Regions from separate parts of the Sus scrofa genome. Here regions 1 and 3 are each linked to region 2. The links are chromatin contacts, called in public promoter capture Hi-C maps. All regions are on one chromosome and are shown on one strand. The core of a region is the stretch at or near the end of the contact, and the rest is flanking DNA. Distances in the headings are between cores, read along the strand shown.

The links. Promoter capture Hi-C pulls out the DNA fragments that hold promoters and counts their contacts.
Region 1: a contact with region 2 is called in a promoter capture Hi-C map of liver, with 4 times the contacts expected there. The contact joins the promoter of C14H10orf10 here to the promoter of MARCH8 in region 2. A contact is called at or near these places in 1 of 5 promoter capture datasets (liver) and 1 of 2 datasets of contacts at active chromatin or transcription factors (alveolar macrophages).
Region 3: a contact with region 2 is called in a promoter capture Hi-C map of liver, with 3 times the contacts expected there. The contact joins the promoter of ZNF22 here to the promoter of MARCH8 in region 2. A contact is called at or near these places in 1 of 5 promoter capture datasets (liver), 1 of 47 Hi-C or Micro-C datasets (fibroblasts) and 1 of 2 datasets of contacts at active chromatin or transcription factors (alveolar macrophages).

What each region holds. Positions count from the first base shown.
Region 1 is chr14:91,117,023-91,119,722 of Sscrofa11.1, reverse strand. C14H10orf10 (protein DEPP) reads right to left here and starts at 1,391. Exons shown (of 2, transcript XM_003359280.4): 1 at 743-1,391; 2 at 1-166. The coding sequence starts at 139. All of the region lies in intron 3 of RASSF4 (Ras association (RalGDS/AF-6) domain family member 4), which reads left to right.
Region 2 is chr14:90,724,204-90,726,903 of Sscrofa11.1, reverse strand. MARCH8 (E3 ubiquitin-protein ligase MARCH8) reads right to left here and starts at 1,354. Exons shown (of 7, transcript XM_005671227.3): 1 at 705-1,354.
Region 3 is chr14:91,095,615-91,098,314 of Sscrofa11.1, reverse strand. It overlaps ZNF22 (zinc finger protein 22), which reads left to right and starts at 1,427. Exons shown (of 2, transcript XM_003483520.4): 1 at 1,427-1,515.

The DNA.
Region 1 (2,700 bases), core at 142-2,641, 390 kb before region 2:
GCTGACAAATGGACCTCACGTAGTCATCCAGGCTGGGGGAGGCAGGGGGTTCCTCTCCGGGCCCCACAGGCAGCATCTCCTCTGAGGTCTCCCGAATTGTGGGCAGATGGGGCACAGAAAGCAAGAGCCGGGACCTCATGGCTCCTTGCCACGGGGAAACTGCAAACTGTTGGTTGACAGAGGAAAGGGGATGAGACACTGCCAATACCCTGACACCCCTCCTGGGTCCCCTCCCCCATCTGAGGCTCCCTGTGTGAATTGTATGCCTGAGAGCAGTTTCAAGTCTACAGATACAAGAAGAGGCTTGAACTCCTGGACTTTTCCTTCCCCCTGATATTACTTCAGGCTCTATCCTTACTGTTGGGTAAGAACCTGTACAAATAAGAGAACCAAGCCTAAGAGACTGGAGTCAGAGAAAACTTGGGTTTCAAACCAAGCTCTGTACTTTCTGACCTGGGGTCCTTCGGCCAAGTCAGCTCTCCAAGCCTCCACTCATCTGAAAAACAGGGTTATAAATACCCACTCTCCAGGGCGCTGGGAGGAACATACGGAAGGACACCTCATGTGAAATCCGTTTATGAATATAACACTCCTTTATGAATATAATTGTCATGGCCACTAGCTGCGTCCTGTTCTCTAACCTGCAGTGAGGCTGTGCACGTCCCAGGCTGAGAACAGCCCTTGAAGCCCCACAAAGCCTCTCTGTTTTACCTCAAACCGGAGGGCAGTAGCTCTCTCTTACCTGTAGCTGAGGGGGCCTGGGGGTAGCAGGGATGCTGGATGGGCAAAGGAGTCCGAGGAAAGGTCCCAGGAAGCTTGGGGCAAAGAGATCGGGGTCCAGCGGTTGGACCCTGTGTCCCTCGTCAGATCGCTGGCCGGAGGAAAACGAGGATGATGTACCACGGCCTCTGTCCCATGTACTGCTGTCCAGAGCGGAGTCCCTCCCAAGCTGTCTGGCGAACTTTGAGGCTGGCAGTTGCTTTTATACCTTTCCACCAGCAATCAATTACTGTCACGAGGGCCAAAAATAGCAGGGCTCAGGAAGGCTCTCAGAGGAAAACAGCTTGGCAGGCGGGGCCTGGCCCAGCTGCCAGCTTGGAGCAAGTGTTTATGCCTGTGGGAGGTTCTGGGAATGTTTACTCTGCAGGGCCGGGGTGGGGCGGCCACAAGTCCTGGCCACTTCAGGCCACTGGGAGAGGCAGGGACTCCACTGGGCTCCCACAAGCAGCCCTAGGACCTGCCACCGCTGCCTAGAAATGTTTCCATTATATCTTCCACCAGCATCCTGCAACCCCAGGACACTGGCCCTGTGCTAGCTTAGATAGAGACCTGGGCCTGCACCTGCTAGAGGGCTTGCCAGACAGGGCAGTGCAAGGAGGTAGCCAAGGCCAGGCTTCCTGGGCCTTCTAGGAGTCAAGATGTGCCCACCTTCGTCTGGAACTAAGGACAGCCTGTGGAGTCCTGGTCTTGCCACTTCCCAGGGGTGGTGCTTTCAAATGAGAACTGGCAGCTTATTTGTTCCCCAGGTATCTAACTAGTATTCCTGTGTACCAGCGACTGTTCTATACGTAGCAGTGAACAAGTCATTGTGTCCCAGAGCTTAATTTTTAGTGCAGGAGAGCAGTAAGTACTTGGTGAATAGGTGCTGTAATGTTGGGCGTTGATTATGGCTGCAAAGAAAAGTCCAGCTGCACTGTGGTAGAGAGGTCAGGAGTGTGTTCGCTGAAAGGGGACATTGAGCAGAGAGCTGAGCAAATGAAGGCCGTGCCTTCCCAGCCAAGGGGGCAGCATGTGCAGAGCCACTGTGGAGAGTCTGCTGGGCATGCTCAGGGGACAGCCAGGGGCCACATGGTTGGCCCATGGTGGGGTGGGGTAGGCCAGTGGGTCTTGGCATGGACATTGGTTTTCTCTCTGAAGGTAATAGTAGGACTGCAGTGTTCCATTGAGGGTGCAAGAGTCTGGCTTCTGCTTCAAAGGATTGACTTAGCCGCTGCTCATGGGCTTTCAAGGGACAGCTAACAGGGAGACTGGGGAGCACCCAGGCCACTGCCAATGACTAGGGATGAGTGTGTCAGCACAGGAGGCTGCTGAGGATGAGGTGGGAAACCCTGGGGAAGCTCTTGTAAAGAGCCAGTACCAGTACTTCTCAGACAGGCCTCAGGCCATACTCCCATCATGGGCCCTCCTGGAAGACACCTGTCTTGTATCCACAGGCAGAGGACAGAAAGCAGTCATTGATACAACAGCCCAAGCCTGAGGTCTGATTGATGGATCCCAGGTGCTGAGCAAACAGGAGGACCTGACAGTCCCAAGTTCATGTATTCTGGATAGGGTATTCCTGATGGACTGAGGCATGGGGCCAGCCAGCTGGGAGATCAGGATTTCTGTTAAACGTGGCAGTTCCCACCTTGATGGCTCTTCTATCTGGAGGCTTCTGTAGAGCCTCTCTGGCTCTCTTAGGTTTTGTTAGCAATTAGCAAATTAGCCAGTAGGCTGAATTGAGGAGGGAAGTGTTGACGAGTGTATTAGAGCCCACAGTGATTTCCCAGCTTATAGAAATCCCAGGTCTTGGGACCTGTGTTCTAGTCCTGCCTCTGCTGCCACATCCTTCCCCACCTGCCTGGGAAGGCTTCCCAGGGGCCTAGAGGTCCCTCTCCTCTATGCTGGGCTTCCTCTGATTTGATCCAAGAAGCTTCAGGC
Region 2 (2,700 bases), core at 105-2,604:
TAGTTCATATACTTTCCCATCTTTCCTAACTTTCAGAGGAAGCGCCCTAATGGATTCAGTTAGTCTCAAATAAAAGTCTTGCAAAAAGTCTTCCATTCCCATTCTGTGCCTGAGCCGCCAAACCAGCAGTCATGAGGTCTCACTTCGGCAAAATAAACTTACTTCCCTGGGACTAGGATGCAAGAAAAGAGGGAAAGAGTAAGGTCTCTCTAGGAAATTCTGGGGCCTTATTCCAGTATATATGCTTAATATACTACATGACATACAGTCAGACGGATAGAAAAATAATAACGGAAAAATTATAGAAAACTTCACATACACAAAGGATTCATCTCCCGGATCCCATCAAATTAACAAATACACAAAACATTCACTAGTTAACAGCACTTTCCAACCTGTGATCTCTGGGGTCCCTCAGGGGTAAGTACGAGCGGAGAAGGGGTGAGGAAGACAGGCAGATACAGGTTTTGGTTTTATCTTTTTGACAGATTTGGGCTTCTAATTAAGGTTTTGGCAAGAAGGTTCCGTTGTATTGTTTAAAGCCTTGGGGGCGGGTGGGGGGAGGGACAATAACATAAACCATTATGACTTTCTCTAAGTTTTCCATTAACAACTTCACCCCAATGAACAAGAATCCCAATCGTGTCAGCGGAAACACTGAAAGACAGACAGAAACTGAGCAATTAAAAAGTCAAAATATCTACCTATGCTTTCGCTCTGGCAGCTTCCCATGTATGCAAGTCTCTCTCAAGATCACACACGTCAGAAGGGGAAGGTCCTCACAAATCACCTAGTCCAGACTTTCATTTTTCAAATGTGGAAACTCAGGCCGAGGGGAGGGCTGACTAGCCCAAGATCTCACAGCCCCTCCGGTGCAGGACTTCAACTGGGATTCCACGCTGGCAGCTCCCGGCCCTCAGCGCCCGAGGGCTCCTGCGGCTCCGGCTCGGCCTGGCCCAAGGGCAACCTTAGAGAGCCGGGGCGGAAGAACCCACGGCCCGGGGTCGCTATCGCTTTTCTGCCGCGGAAGGCAGTGCGGAGCCCGGGTCTGGGCAGCTGCCCTGATGGGCCCACCTGTCGCAGAAGGCACAGCCGGCAGCCACACCCCCTGCCGTGGCCGGGGGCTCGGCCGGCCTCCTTAGCGGCGGGCAGCGATTGCAGCGCGCCGCACCGGGAAAGCAGAACTGGAGGCCGCAGGAGTTACCTCAGGTGGGCTTTGAGCTCGCTGCGGGGTCGCCCCCGCCCGCCTGAAGCATGCGGGAGATGCGGACGCAGCAAGGCTGCAGCTGGGCCACCGCGACGCCTGTTTACACCCCTCCGCGGGAGGACGCCGACTGGCCCGTCACGTGATGCATACGTCACGAGCTCGGCCCGGGGAGGGCGGAGGCGTTGCTCGGCGACGATGGCGCTCCAGGGGCGGCGCTGATAGCAGCGGCTGGCTCCCTCTGTGCTCCGGCTTCGCAGTCTACGGTGCGAAGGTGACAACCTTGTCGCCCTGACCAACCTGAAGGAGGAGGAACGACTCCCGCCACCCTGGCCTCGTCCTTTAGTGACCCCTGAGCCGGACTGCCTGTTATTATTCGTGTTTTGGAAGGGGGAGGGAATTCGGTCTGGCTTATCTTGTTGAACTTGGAGAAAAAAATGGAAAATACTTCCTTTTTCAAAGCTTGCAGAGGAAGGGAGAGCCTTAAGAACACATTTGTTTGCGTCTGCTAAGATAGAGTGAAGGTCCACAGCCTACCTCTCCCAGCCCCCATCAAAGAAAGCGTGTGAGGAAAGCTTATGAAACTTACAATTTTTACTTTAAACTATATTTTAATTTTCATGATTAGCCTTTGTATGTGTAAATACAAACATATCTAAATAAATATTTGATTTGGCATTCAGCTTTTGTCCACATCAAACATTCCTGATTATGGCTCTCACTTTGTTTGTAGCAACTATTTCTACCAAGTCCAGTTTTCCTAGATCGAACTTTACCGACAATTTCTCCCATAATATTCATCATGAACTGCGTAAAAGATGAGTAGTTTGTATTATTTTTTACTAAATTCGTGAATGAATTGTGAGCAAATACCTTCAAATATTCCAGAATTGTTCTGTTGTCCAGGTGTGATCTATTTCATAAGCATGTTCCTCCATACAATTGTGATCACTTTGCATACTTACCTATTTGTAAACAAATTGACAAGGTCAAAACAGTGGACTCAAAATATCCTCCAGGAGAGTTCCCTGGTGGTCTAGTGATTGGGATGTTGCACTTTTACCCTTGCAGCCAGAGATCCCACATCAAGCTGCTGCAGGTAACAGCCAAGAAAAAAAATCCTCAAGGTCAATAGGACAAGGTCAAACATCATTTTCATTTCTTGAACACACCTAGAATGCAGCCCTGCAAAGAGTACAAAATATAGTGCTGAATCTTGTGCATATTCATCTTTTCTATGGAAAATAGGTTATAAGGCCTGTTTGACCTTTTCTTACTGCCTCTGGGAACAGATAGTTCATGAAGGCAGGAACGGTATCTTCCATTGGTACACTTTTATGCCTAGGAAGCATGTCTGGGAAGCAAAATAGATGGTTGATCTATGGACGTGGAATACTGCCATTCTATAGGAAGTGGCCAAGAACCTTTTGTAAATCCAGAGGGATCATAAGTTAGGCTGTACTCAGAAGCAATGCTAGGATGAGCCCTGTCTCACT
Region 3 (2,700 bases), core at 178-2,677, 370 kb before region 2:
TGCCATCAACTCTCTGTGTTACTTCAGGCAAGTTTCCCTCAGCCTCATTTTACTGTAAGGCAGATATGAAGGTCCTCCGTGCTTCATGAAACTCTAGTAAAGATGAATGACCAGAAAATAGATGTAAAAGCACTTCCTAAATAATGAGCATCTTACAAATTCATTCATTCAACAGATACTTGTGAGTGCCTGCTACCTTCTGAGCACTGATACAACAAGGAACAAGAGATGGCTTTGTGTACCCCTGTGAGGGCATGGGCTTTGCTCTAATAACATGGGAAGCCTTTGGAAGATTTTGAACAAAATGAATGACAAGATTTGACTTGAGTTTTAGGAGGATCACTCTGGGGCTGTGAGTAGACATAGAGAGACCAGTGAGAAAGCCAATGCAACAATCCAGACAGGTCATAACAGGAGCTTGGTGGAGGTTATAGCAGTGGAGATGCTGAAAGTGGCTCTATTCTGGATATATTTGGAAGACAGTACCAACAGAATTACAGATGGCTTGGATTTGGATTTGGGGTGAAAAGAGAAACAATGACATCAATATTTTTGACTTGAGTAACTGAAAAGATGGAGTCACCATCAACTGCTGGGTTGAAGACTGTTGAATGAACAGGTTAGGTGAATATCAGAAGTTCATCTGGGGCTTTGTTAGGTTTGGATGTTCATCACACATGCAAAAGACACCGAGTAATCAACTCGATATATAAGTCTAGAGTTCAACAGTATTTGCATCCCAAGGTTTGACTGGAGTTACCAGTTTGGGAGTCTTCAGCATATACAGATGGTATCTGAAGCCATTAGATTTGGAGTTCTGCAGGTGGAAGGAGGACACAGATCAGGTGAACTTGCACAGGTTGGTAGAGGTGGTTGGCTGTAACAGAACAGAATCAGGAGACATCATTACTAAAGAGAAACAAGGCAGTGTGTTGAAAATCATGAGACTCTGGAGCCAAAAAGACGGGTACAGATCTTTGGCCATCAACTTACATAGTGTGAACGTGAGGCGATTTCTACTCTAAGCCTTGGCCTCCCTAACTGTAAAATGAGTACTCTCGTTCCTATCTTGTAGGGGTTTTTTTGGTAAGAATTAAATAATTGGCTCATGAAAAATATCAGAAATAGTTTAGGCTCTCCAGAAGTACCTCTATGTAATTAATAAGTGCTCCACATTTGTCGAAAGAATGGAGCCTCGGGGTCAGACCGGCTGGTGTTGCCTTTCAAAACCTTGACCACACGGGCTGCCACTCCCCCACCCTGTGGGTCGCTCCTCCATCACAAAGGGAGAAGACCACAAGTCTTGCGGTCCTGAGGGCCACAGGACGCCTTCCGAGGGGAAAACAAAATGGCAAAAAGAAAAGGGTTTCTTTTTTCCGGTGGGCCAGGCACCATAGAGGGTCGATCCGCCAAGTTCCTAGAGCGACCGCGAGGCACAGACAAACGGCGCGCTCGCACTTCCGGTGGCGCGAGGGACGCCGGGCGGGCGAGCGAGGGCCGCGGACGGCAGGCGCGGTGAGTGGCCCTGGGGTGCGCGGGCAGGTGCTCCGAGGCACCAGAGGCGCAAGCTGGGCGCGGCAGGGCGGCGCTCACCCGCCAACGGTGTGGCGAGCGCGGCTTTGGCCTCCGCTCCCGGGATGCCGCAAGGGCTCCGCGCGGCCCGCGGGGCGGAGGGAGTGGGGCGGGCCCGGCCTTGGAGAGGCGGTAGTTGGAGGCCTTAACTGTAGCCCCGGCGATTGGCGGGAGGAGGACAGGCCCGGGCTCCTGGCCGTAGTCCTTACGCCATCCATCAGGCGCCTGTCAGGATTAAACTTTGAACAAACGCTTGGGTAGCACAAGGCTTTTGTGAGAGCCTTGCAGATATTGACTCACTTAAACTTACAACGCCCTGATAATGTAGGGGTTTTATGGTCATCCCCATTTTATGTACTAGAAAGCAAGCACATTGCAGTTAGGCGTGTTCGCTTGGCTAACAGCCCGTGTACTGATATTCACCGTAATACCCGCATCTACTATGGAATTACACTGAAGACCGGTCAGAGGGCTGGACTTCACGTTGGGAATTAAGACTGCAGGTCATTCTGCTGCTAAAAGTACAAGCTCTGGGCTCAAGCTGCTAGGGTGTGGGAACCTGGCCAGAGTATGCCTGCCTTTCCTTAGCAGTACAACGAAGATAATACCATAAACCTACTCCGTGAATTAAGTAAGATGGCATAGGGAATTCCCTGGTGGCTTAGCGATTACGGTTTCGGCTTTGTCACCGCTGTGGCTAGGTTTGATTCCTGGCCCAGGAACTTCCGCATGGCCGGGGCCAGGCCAGAAAAAAAAGATAATAGTGACTGGCACACAGCTATCTGTTAGTGTGATTTCCTCATCTGCAGTGTTCCAGATGTGTTAGTCTCTGAGTTTCCGACCGGAACTGATTTATATAGTATTTAAAAATCAATGTGTTTTTTTCAGTATGTACTTATCATTATAGCTGTTTTCGAATACCAATATCATGTACCTAACAGATATCTCTTTGTCATAGATGTCCTATAAATATTTACTAAAGTTAAGAAATGAGTACTGTTCTCTCTGTATTTTTGTGTAGTAGGCAGTTTGTTCTAATACCTGCCTTAATTACTGCAGATATAATTGTTAAATATCCAGTTAAAGTCTTAGCGCTGTCAGGCCTGGAGTCTCAATTTTACAGTAAGG